2 separate regions of the Astyanax mexicanus genome follow, and region 2 is linked to region 1. The links are chromatin contacts, called in public Hi-C maps. All regions are on one chromosome and are shown on one strand. Each heading gives the region's core, a stretch centred on a gene start, on an enhancer-like site or on the middle of the called end of the contact. The rest is flanking DNA. Distances are from core to core; before and after follow the strand shown. Region 1 overlaps tars2 (threonyl-tRNA synthetase 2, mitochondrial). Region 2 overlaps adamtsl4 (ADAMTS-like 4).

Region 1 (5,235 bases), core at 527-3,026:
AGAGAGAGAGAAAGTTGGGGGAGAGGGAAAGCGAGAGAGAGAGAGAGAGAGAGGATAGGAGAGATGTTATCTCTTCTACGCACTCCAAACCACAAAGAGAAACGACTGGAATAAAAGAATCAGTCTCTGTACTAGTTAATGTGCTTGGCCATATGGCATATTCTGGAGAGTTTTACGATACTAATGGATATGGACCTTGTACCCCATATATACACATATATTACAGTACATATACAAGCTATTAATACATCTATTATAATTTATTTCACAAATCAGTTTTGTTACATAGAAATTTATTTACCTATTCTCTCCCAAAAAAATGACCTAAACTACGTAAAACTAAACTTGGACTGTATGTAATTTTGACTGGTCCGTGGGATGTACTTGTGAAGACTCCTGCAATGAACGTGGATGTGATTTTGATTCTGCCCAAATTGATTGTCGGCATACACAATTCTAACCAGATCCACTGGTCGCAATCATTACCACCCGTTGCGCTTTCCACTGAGGGTGGGAATACCTTCAAGGACATATTCTCGGTGCACACCTGACACTGTGGATTGTAGAAGAATGACCTGGCTCAAAGTCCGATAATTCACATCACCTTGCATAGGCATGCTTTTCTGCGTTGAGCCTCAGTCACAAGATAACACCTCACAGGATGTATATATGCAAATGCATATGCAGACTTTCCCAAGCTGGTCTCTGAGGTAACAATTAAGCAGGGTAACTTCCTGTTTACTGTGTACACAAATAAAAAATATTAGAATCTGGAGTAAATAGAAATTAGAAAACAGTCAGTTAAGTATAGAAACTTACTACTTAAAACTGAACAAATATCTTTGGCCAGGGAAACAAAAGAATAAAAGCAGCCTTTTAAAGTTTAAAGTTTCAAAAACTGTGGTGTTATACTGTCTTTTTACTGTATCCTTAAAAATTGTCAATGTACCTCAAACAGCTAAAATCAGCAACCGTTTTATTTATTTATTTTTTAACTATGGGTAAATGTATTGGTGCTGCTTCAGAGTAGCTGAAACCAAGTCCAGAATGTTGTTACAGCAAGAGAATTTACGTCAGTTAGTGAAGTGACACACACACACACACACTTTCTGAATTCCCCTTCTGTGTCCACCTTCTCAAGCAGAACAACCATGCCTTTGAACCTGTCTCACTTTTCCTTCACTCCATCACTCCTCTTCTCTCATTCCCTCACGTTGTCTTCTTCAGATTCCTGTTTTCAGCAGCCCTGTGGCTGAAACTGCACACACACACAAGCATACCAGTATCTTACAAAGCCTTTTAAAGTGTATTTGAGAATGGTCTGTTGGATTCCAACCCTGTCTGCGGTAAGAGAGGGCGTGAGAGTGAGTGTGTATGAGTGTGTGTGTGTCTACCCTGACCCTTTCCCTCTTTGGTCACTTTAGAGTGACTCATATCTCTTCCGTTCTGCCGCTTTCTCCCAATTAGAGCAGCAAAACTCCCAGCGGTCACTCCTGTCGCTGACCCACAGCCTCCATTTTCCTGTTTTCATTAACAACACAGCGGCCTATCAACCTAAGCCACCTATGCTTTCTTCCCATTTTGGTAAAATCCCCACTTTTTTCCCCTCCCATCCTCCCTTCCTCTCTCCGTCTGCTTGCCTCCGCATCTGTTCCCTGAAAGTCTATTCTATTCGCATATCCATGACTCCCCCTCCTTATATAACAATGCCTGTGTAAAGGGAGTGATTTCTAAAAGAAGTCATTTCTAAAAAAGGCATGAAGTATTCTGGCTATTCTGGTGTAGCAGCCAACACTGGGCTCACACCAGACTAAGCTGGACCCCAGCAGTCTTTCCCTGCTTTTAGGAAGCGTCTCCAAAGAGAGGACACGAGGTGCAACTTACAAATGAGGCTATTTTATTATAAATACTTTAGTCAAGCATTTGTAACTGAATGTTAATTCTGACCTCGTCCACTGATCTATTCAGGTCAGTCGGGTTCAGTTGAGTTGTCCTGGTTCGAGAGCAGGAACACAATGAAGAGTCTGTTTGGTTTTCAGAGAGTTCGAACATTAAACCGATGAAGAGTGTGTTTATACATGAGTGGGTGGGAGTGTGTGTGTGTGTGTGAGATAGAGAGAAGGAGATCCAATAAAGTTTATACATCTCTCTCTCTCTCTCTCCTAATTTTATGTATGTGGGTGAGGGAACAAGATTCAGGAAAGTTTACACTTGTATAAGTATACACATATTCAGGGCAATAAACTGCCCAATGGGAGTTGTCTCCATCCTCTGTGTGTGTGTGTGTGTGTGTGTGTATATACACATGTTTCAGATGTTTTTTAACTTGGCCGGTTTGTTATGACTGAGCGTGTCCAGGTTCCTGAGTGTGTGGGCCGATCAAAACTCGTCTCGATTACTGCGTCTCTCTCGGAGCTCCTCCAGTGAAGTCATCACATCCTCCAGTGACCTTTGACCAAGCTGCTTTCCTCCTCTTGTCCGTACGCTGACCGTGCCACTCTCCTGCTCCTTCTCTCCAACCACTGCATGCAAGAGGAAATTTAATTTATGTACAGTTGTGTTCAGCCAAAGTGCACCTCAGCAATTGACTTGCACTCATTCAACAGCAGCTGAGCTTTGAACCCTGAAAGACAGGTCAGTGTTCTCCCTGCCAGGCCACCTTAAACTCTACACTAGCCTTCCAACTGCATTAGATCAATTCTTGAGATCCTTTTCCACGATAAACTAAATCAGCTACTGTCAAATCCAAGACACACTAAATCTGCAAACTACACTGAATCACAGTAGAATGCCAGTCAAAAGTCTGGACACACCTCTTCTCATTCAATGGGTTTTTTGGTACATTTATTAAACACATGCAGAAATATTTTGTAAACAAAAAGTGTTAATCAGTATGTTTTATACTTTAAATTATTCTAAGTTGCATAATTTTGCCTTCGTCACAGATTTGTATACTCTTGATATTTTAATCTCAGTGTTTTCATGAGTCACTTCAACAGCAACTTGGAGTTCCTGGAGGTGCTGAACAATAGTTGCTGCTTTTCCCTCATACTGTGAAGCTCCAACTCATCCCAAATCATTATTACATAACGTGTCCATATGTGCCCCTTAATTCTTTTTATTACTTTATTATTTTTCTACAACGTAAAAAATAAATTTAAATATAAAAGAAGAAAACATTGTGAATGAGACAGTGTGTCCAAACTTTTCACTGATACTGCAACCAAATGAGAGTAATTATTCATAATAAACATATGATATGCCCCAAACTAGAGGTATCAACCCCCAATTGTCATTTTTTATCTTACTTAGCAACCAAATATATATATGCTGTCTAACTAAGATCCAACCTTAATATTCTCCAGAAATATAAATTTGAACCATTAGAGCACTAAAACAAGTCTGGCTGTTTTATTAATAACATATATTTGTCAGTCAGTCACTGTTCCACAACCAACATACTTAAGCCACAATATGCAATTGATGCTTAATTTTTATTTGTTCATCATTTTGCTTCATAAAATTCATAATATTAGATTGAGACATATACTTTTTCAAACTACGTAGATCCCAGACTTTGATCAGTTGAACACAACCTGCTACTTGTGTTTCTAACCTACACCAGATCTTGGAAATTACTGTAAAAACATTTAAATCATCATCAAACTTCCTTTCCAGTCTTTTTGACTTTGCCTGATCTGTTTATCGTGGCCTCGGTAAATATAGAAGTAGAGCTGACTCTCGTATTTAGACTCAGCAAGCTGTCAGTGGTTTGCTCCAGCAGCCGAACACAAACACTACCATACAGTGACCTTACACTTGTGTACACTAACGGTTTTTCCCCAATACATTTAACAAAATACATGTACACTGTAAAAACAATAAATTGCATATATAAAACACAAATGAACATGTTCTTATTGAACAGCATCTTACCAAATATGTAATTGTACTGGGCGAGCTGTGCTGATCGAATCCTCTTATTTAAAGTGGCACCGTGGTCATCATCAACGTCAGCCATGAAGCCTGCCTTCTTTAACCTGTGCACCACCTTCATTTATCACAAACAAAGGAAAATCTGTTACAAAAAATCCTCATATATCGCATCTTGTTTCTTATAAATAACCTATATATATATGTATAAAAATTGAGAGATTGAGAGTGTCCTATACTATAGGCAATATTTCTCAACAAGGACTAGACAATCTGTGTGTGCATTTGCGCATCTGTTTCAGCTAGGGGCAAAGCCAAAAAAACAAATATAGCTGAATACATTCATTAGAATGTATTCTACAAACATGGTTATTTACTCACCTCTCGCCCATACTGCTTACTGTCCCCCCCTACAGGCAGCACCATAACCTGCGCCGGGGACAGCCACAACGGCCTGAAGTAGAGAGAGAGAAATGTGTGCTTAAAATCAATTTAATATTCATTTAGTGTCTTTTTGTTTCCTGTGAACAGGGGGTCTGGACTATTGGGATCTCTTCTGGAAATCAATACATGGAAATCACAACCAACCAATTAAAGCAGTTCTTTTTTGCTTTTTTTTTTATTTAATAAATAAAATTAGAATCTGTTTCCGTTATTCATATTTCTATTTGCATTCCTATTTTGATGTCCTGTTTTCCATGTTTGTTTGAGAAACAACATTTCTGTATGATTTTAGTTTCATAATTAAAACACTTGCCAAAATATACACAAACCTTCACACTCACAGATCTACATTAGTGGTTTTTCTATGGCATCACTCAAAAACACATTTAGAAGCACCTTTACTTTTAAGAAATCCAATGCAATTGTCAGTTTCTGCTCTGTAGGCCAACTAGAAGGTCTTTCTCTATATAAACTGGCTTATCATTGACTGAGAAGGTTAGGGAATTATTATCAATCAACAATGAGCTGCTTTCATATTTTTTCATATACTGTATTTTTTGCACTATAAGGTGCACCTGATTATATGATTATAAGGCTCATTATCAAAGAATGTCTATTTTCTGGTCTATTTTTATACATAAGGCGCACCGGATTATAAAACGCATTTTATGCGACTATAGTGAAGAACAGGGGTGTAGCCATGTTTCCCTTCTAAGTTCCACAGGTCTCCGCGGGGTGGCGAGACCTGTAAACTAAGCTAAGTAAAGTAAACAAAACTACAATTCTTATAAAAAAAAAAAAAATAAATAAATAAAATCAAAAATCAAACGAGTCAGACAATCAAACCAGCACTCAATG
Region 2 (5,228 bases), core at 787-3,286, 72 kb before region 1:
TTTAAGTAAATTATCTGGGTTTGCTGCAGTTGGTCAGGTCTAGGTTCAGCAACAGTATGTGCTGAAAGAATGAGGTCAGCTGACTACCTGAATATACTGAATATAGACCAGGTTATTCCATCAATGGATTATTTCCTCCCTGATGACACGGGCATATTCCAAGATGACAATGTCAGAATTCATGGGGCTGAAATTGTGAAAGAGTGATTCAGGGAGCATGAGATCATCATTTTCACACATGGATTGTTCACCACAGAGTCTAGACCTTAACCCCATTGAGAATCTTTGGAATGTGCTGGATAAGACTTTGTTAAGCGGTCAGACTCTACCATCATCAATGCAACAATGGATTAAAATAAATCTTGTTAAATTGCAGAAGCTTATCGAAACAGTGCCACACTGAATGAGGGCTGCAATCAAAGCTAATAGCGATCCAACAAAGTGTATGACCTTTTTTGTGCCTACTTTTTTTGGCTAGGCAGTGTATGAAGGTTATAGTAAGATTTTTGCACATATTTTCCTGATCCAGGTTTTTTTTAGCTTAGCTTGCAATGCAGGGATCCAAAATCTGATCAAAATATAAATTTTAGTAGGGGGCTGGTAAAAGCTTTTTAAAAGATTTTTAATAATACTGTGTTTGGGTTTAACTATAATTACATGTTTGTCTTGTTTGTGTTGAAGGCTAACAGCGCTTCTGTCTGAACACACACTGTTATATTATAGTTATAGAAACTGAAGAAATGTCTTGGTTTAGTCTTTTCTTTTTTAAAATAAAGAAAGCAAAATTATGCAAAAAATGTATGCACAAAATAGTTAAAGATAAATTTTAGATCAGGTTCAGGTAGTTTTCTTGCATTCGAGAAACAGACATACAAGCAGATTTGTGAAGGGAGGGAACGGGTAGGGGGAGAGGCTCATTATGTGACATAATGTGAATCTTGTTCTTTACATGATATCGAAATGACAAGATAAATAGACCAATATAAATGCTCCAATAAGTTTGTTCAAATGTTTGGTCAATGCTGGAGGGTTCACCACATAGATGGGCATACAGACCACACAGAGCGAAATGTGACTCACAATGGTGGGCAGGGATGGATGTTGCATGGCTCTTCCTCTGGGAGCGGCTTGGCTGCTGAGTCACATCTTTTCTCGTGGACCTCCTGATCAGTGTGTCTGTTCACACACAGAATCTCTCTGTACTGAGAACCTTCACATAAACACACATACAGATAACACGATCAGCTATGCCTTGTAGTACCATAGTTTTACCACAAGAGGGAACTATAATACAAGATCACACTCCACATGCATATAAAATTAATCTAAAACAGATCCGTATGACACACACACACACAGCAAAAAACACATCATTATAAGACAAAGTATTGCATGACTGAAACATTGACATTTGGCACCAGGTTTTTGGCATGACTGTTATGGCAGAACAAGCCCAGAACAAAAAAGAGAATATCTGGCAAGAATTTATTTTTATAACTTCTTCTGTGTTGATATTGAAACACACCCTTATTTAACAAAAATGCCTTCATATTAAGTGTTTATACAGTAATATATACTTCAGATATGTGTGTAATCATTGTACAGTATAAACCCTGTCTCTACCTCTACACTGATTAATGATTGTATAGTTCGTGTCCTAGGGTCTAGGCAGCAGTATTTTCTGAAAAAAATCTTTTACCTCATTATAAAGGGTTACTGCTACCGAACCACTATGGTTAATAAATCATAAAACAGAAATAAAATTTAAATTAACTGAAAAAAGTAAATGGAATTGAAATTGAAATATAATTGCTGAATTTCGTTTAACTGAACAGAACTAAAATGAAGACTATAATAAAACTTGAGTAATGTTATAGACTAAATTATACACACACACATCTGACCTTTTCCACAGGTGGCAGAGCACTCAGTCATTCTGCCCCTCCTCCAGACGAAAACAGGTTGGTTGTCCAGTGGGATGTCGGTCCGAGGTGGGATTCGAGCATTCCGGTTGGACCCTGAGCTCCGTACCCGGGGCCGTTCCAGGGTCCACCTCTCTGGGGTCGCAGAATTTGAGGAAGAAGAGACAGGAGGAGAGGGAGGGTCTTCAACAGCCACTGCAAGAGGACCTGAGTGAGAGAGAGAGCGAAACAGAGCGAAACAGACAGAGATAGAAAGAACGATTTTTCTTATAAATATTAAATAGCAACTGGTATTTTGGTATTTTCAAAATAACAAACATGAAGATACAATGACAAGATGACAACAACGACAATTAGATGATAGTTACTGTGTACTTTTTGATTCTCCTGTAGTTTTGTTGTGCTGTTTATTGTTACTGATTACACTGTTTTGTTTGTTACCAGCTAAAATGTCTTTAGCAACAGTGCAGTAAACAGCCCTGCTAATGAAGTCCATTAAAGTGTCAGACTGAACTGAAACAGAGAGGAGAAAGGACGGGTGTATGCAGCTTTCTCAGGAACGCACTTACAGTCCAAGAGTCACGAGGAGACTGAACTCAACACAAGACACACCCACCCACACACACACACACACATATACAGACCCTCAGGCAGCCAGAAATGGTGTCCTCATATGTGTGTGTGAAGGTCTAAATCATGTTCTAAATGATCAGAACATTTGAGCAGCGATGCCCAATATGAGATCAGAGAAGACGGCCCAAAAGAAACATGTTCAACAGACATACTCCCACACACACACACACACACACACACTGTGTAATACTACACCTAATATTTAACCTAACTCTGACCACAATAACTTTAAACCTAACCCTTAATATTAACCCTAACACTGACCACACTAACTCTAAAGCTAACCCTACATTTTAACCATAACACTGACCACACTAACTCTAAACCTAACCCTATTATTAACCCTAACAGTACAATCCCTAAACCAAACCCTAATCATAACCCAAACCTAACCACAATATAATAGAATCCAAATCTTTAGGTATTGGAAGCAAATGTTTGAGTTTGTGTTTTAAGAAAAAGTAAAATGTCCTCACTTGGACTCGTCACTAAAGATCTGACACTGGTTCGTAACAAAGATTATAAAACAAACAGTATTAACAGTATTATAAAACAAACACAAATAATAAACAGGGAGGAACAGACTTGCACAGAAACAGACAGAGATGAGAGACAGACAGCCTGAGAGACAGAGACAGAGATTAAGTATCCGAAAGATGACTGAAAACAGATGAGAGCTAGGAGAAAATAAGGGGCGGGAATGAAGACAGAAACTCACTGATCTCTCGAAGAGGTTCGTTCCCTCCATCCCACTCTCTCACTTTTTCTTTTCCCTGCTTCACTGGAATGTAGTATTCATAGTCTATACCTGGATTGTGTCTGTGGAAAATAATCTGCATACAGAGAGAGAGAGAGAGAGAGAGAGAGAGAGGAAGAGAGATTAATAACTCCATAACCTAATATTAATGCTTGCTTAGAGGCCAAATTCCATTTCGAATTAGTTATTAATCACTATTGTTAAGCAACTGCCCTACACACACACACACACACACACACACACACACACACACACACACACACACACACACACAGCTCCTGCAACTAATGTGGAATCTTTATTCTTCTAGCAGCTGAATACTAACTGAAAAGTTTCCCCCAGGGGTGTATCAGAGGGTGGGATAAAATCTGGAAGAAATGGAAACAGTATGTTGTAATAAACTCACTACATAACTGTATGTGTGTGTGGCGATTCAGACTAAAACCCAATCCCATTTCACCCATTGCCTCTACCACTTAACCTCTCCACTTTTCACATTCACAACTAGAGGAAGGGTGTTCCAATCTTGTTGGGATAAAGTTTTAAAGCTGCATCGCCTCCAAACAGAGATTTTTCTCGGAAGTAAACTCAATTTTAACAAAATGTTTTACAGTACATATAACTAGTTCTGAAACCATGTTAAAGCTCAGTTGTCTTATTTATGCAACTTTAAGATTTTTAACCTTAGAATATTTAGTCATCTGTCTTTATCATAATCGCTAAAAAATTAATGAGCTGTTTAGTTAGTTTAATTGATTTAATTTTAAGTTTTGTGACAATATTTAGAACTGGGTCTGGGCTTTTATGGGTTAAAGAAACAAACAATATATTGTTATTTTCATTGAAAAATTATGATAACAACTGCATTATCATAGTTTAATGTGGGTTCAATGTATTATGGAACCTTTGCTTTATAACAAGCATACAAATAGCTAGCAGTACATTTCTGTAAATTCCCTGTTCCACCTTAAATGGTGCCTTTTTGAAGAGATATGATGCCTTAAATTTAAGGACCACCAATTGACTGCCACAGACTGTAAAGAAGTGTAGTTGGGCGTAGTGTACATTTAAGTATACATAGCTGCAATAGTGTAGTTGTGTGTAGTGTATATTATTACATAAAACTGCAGTTGTGTAATTGTGTGTAGTGTGTATTATTACATAAAGCTGCAGTAGTGTAATTGTGTGTAGTGTATATTATTACATATAGCTGCAGTTGCGTAGTTGTTGGTCCAGCTGCACTCAGTGTTTCTCCTTTCTCATCTCCTCGGGGTCGGCTGTACACAAACGTTGTCCCTCCAGCCTCGTACTCACCCGGAGGATCCACTGCCCATCGCCCGTTCACCACAGATTGACCCGTGCCACTTCGCAATGCTGGACATACAAACACACATATACAAATGACCAAAAATGCACTTCAGTTCATAGTATATGTTATGCTGTATTTCGAAATATAATGTACAGTTGTGTGCAAAGTATGGACACCTCTGTTGAAATTACACTGTGTGTTTTCTGAAGGTTCTAATGTTACCTTTTTTATAGGCTACAAACAATTTTAAAAATACAGAGTAACTATGAATTAAGCATTTATTCTGAATTATGAAAATCATAAAAATCAATTTGGACAACAAGAGTCCTCAGACTTTGCATATGACTGAAGGTATAGTGACAAGTATAGTACAGACATTCCACACAAAGTAAGGGACAGAGAAATAGGAGAGCAAGAGAAACAGGAAGTCTGAAAGAAAGGATGTTCCATTTACTTTATATTAAATATTTAGTCTGGCAGACAAGAGCAACTCAATGACACAGTCACACACACACACACACACACACATGCACGCACAGTCAGAGGGACATGCACTGGCACGCATATGTGAAAGTATATAGAAATGCACATTCACTCTGACCCACAC

Evidence for each region. Hi-C and Micro-C count contacts between places; a contact is called where the count stands out from the background.
Region 2: a contact with region 1 is called in a Hi-C map of muscle, with 20 times the contacts expected there. The contact joins two enhancer-like sites. A contact is called at or near these places in 2 of 3 Hi-C or Micro-C datasets (both in muscle).

What each region holds. Positions count from the first base shown.
Region 1 is chr6:29,550,447-29,555,681 of AstMex3_surface, reverse strand. It overlaps tars2 (threonyl-tRNA synthetase 2, mitochondrial), which reads right to left. Exons shown (of 18, transcript XM_007254527.4): 16 at 4,315-4,387; 17 at 3,937-4,051; 18 at 1,877-2,522. The coding sequence ends at 2,380. Among protein-coding and RNA genes, the nearest start is that of tars2, 19 kb to the right of the region's middle. Within about 2 kb of position 1,776, the one cell type or tissue checked has an H3K27ac peak away from gene starts, as active enhancers do.
Region 2 is chr6:29,622,794-29,628,021 of AstMex3_surface, reverse strand. adamtsl4 (ADAMTS-like 4) reads right to left here. Exons shown (of 17, transcript XM_022673762.2): 8 at 4,517-4,686; 9 at 3,274-3,388; 10 at 1,905-2,129; 11 at 1,081-1,210. Among protein-coding and RNA genes, the nearest start is that of celf3b, 14 kb to the left of the region's middle. Within about 2 kb of position 2,036, the one cell type or tissue checked has an H3K27ac peak away from gene starts, as active enhancers do.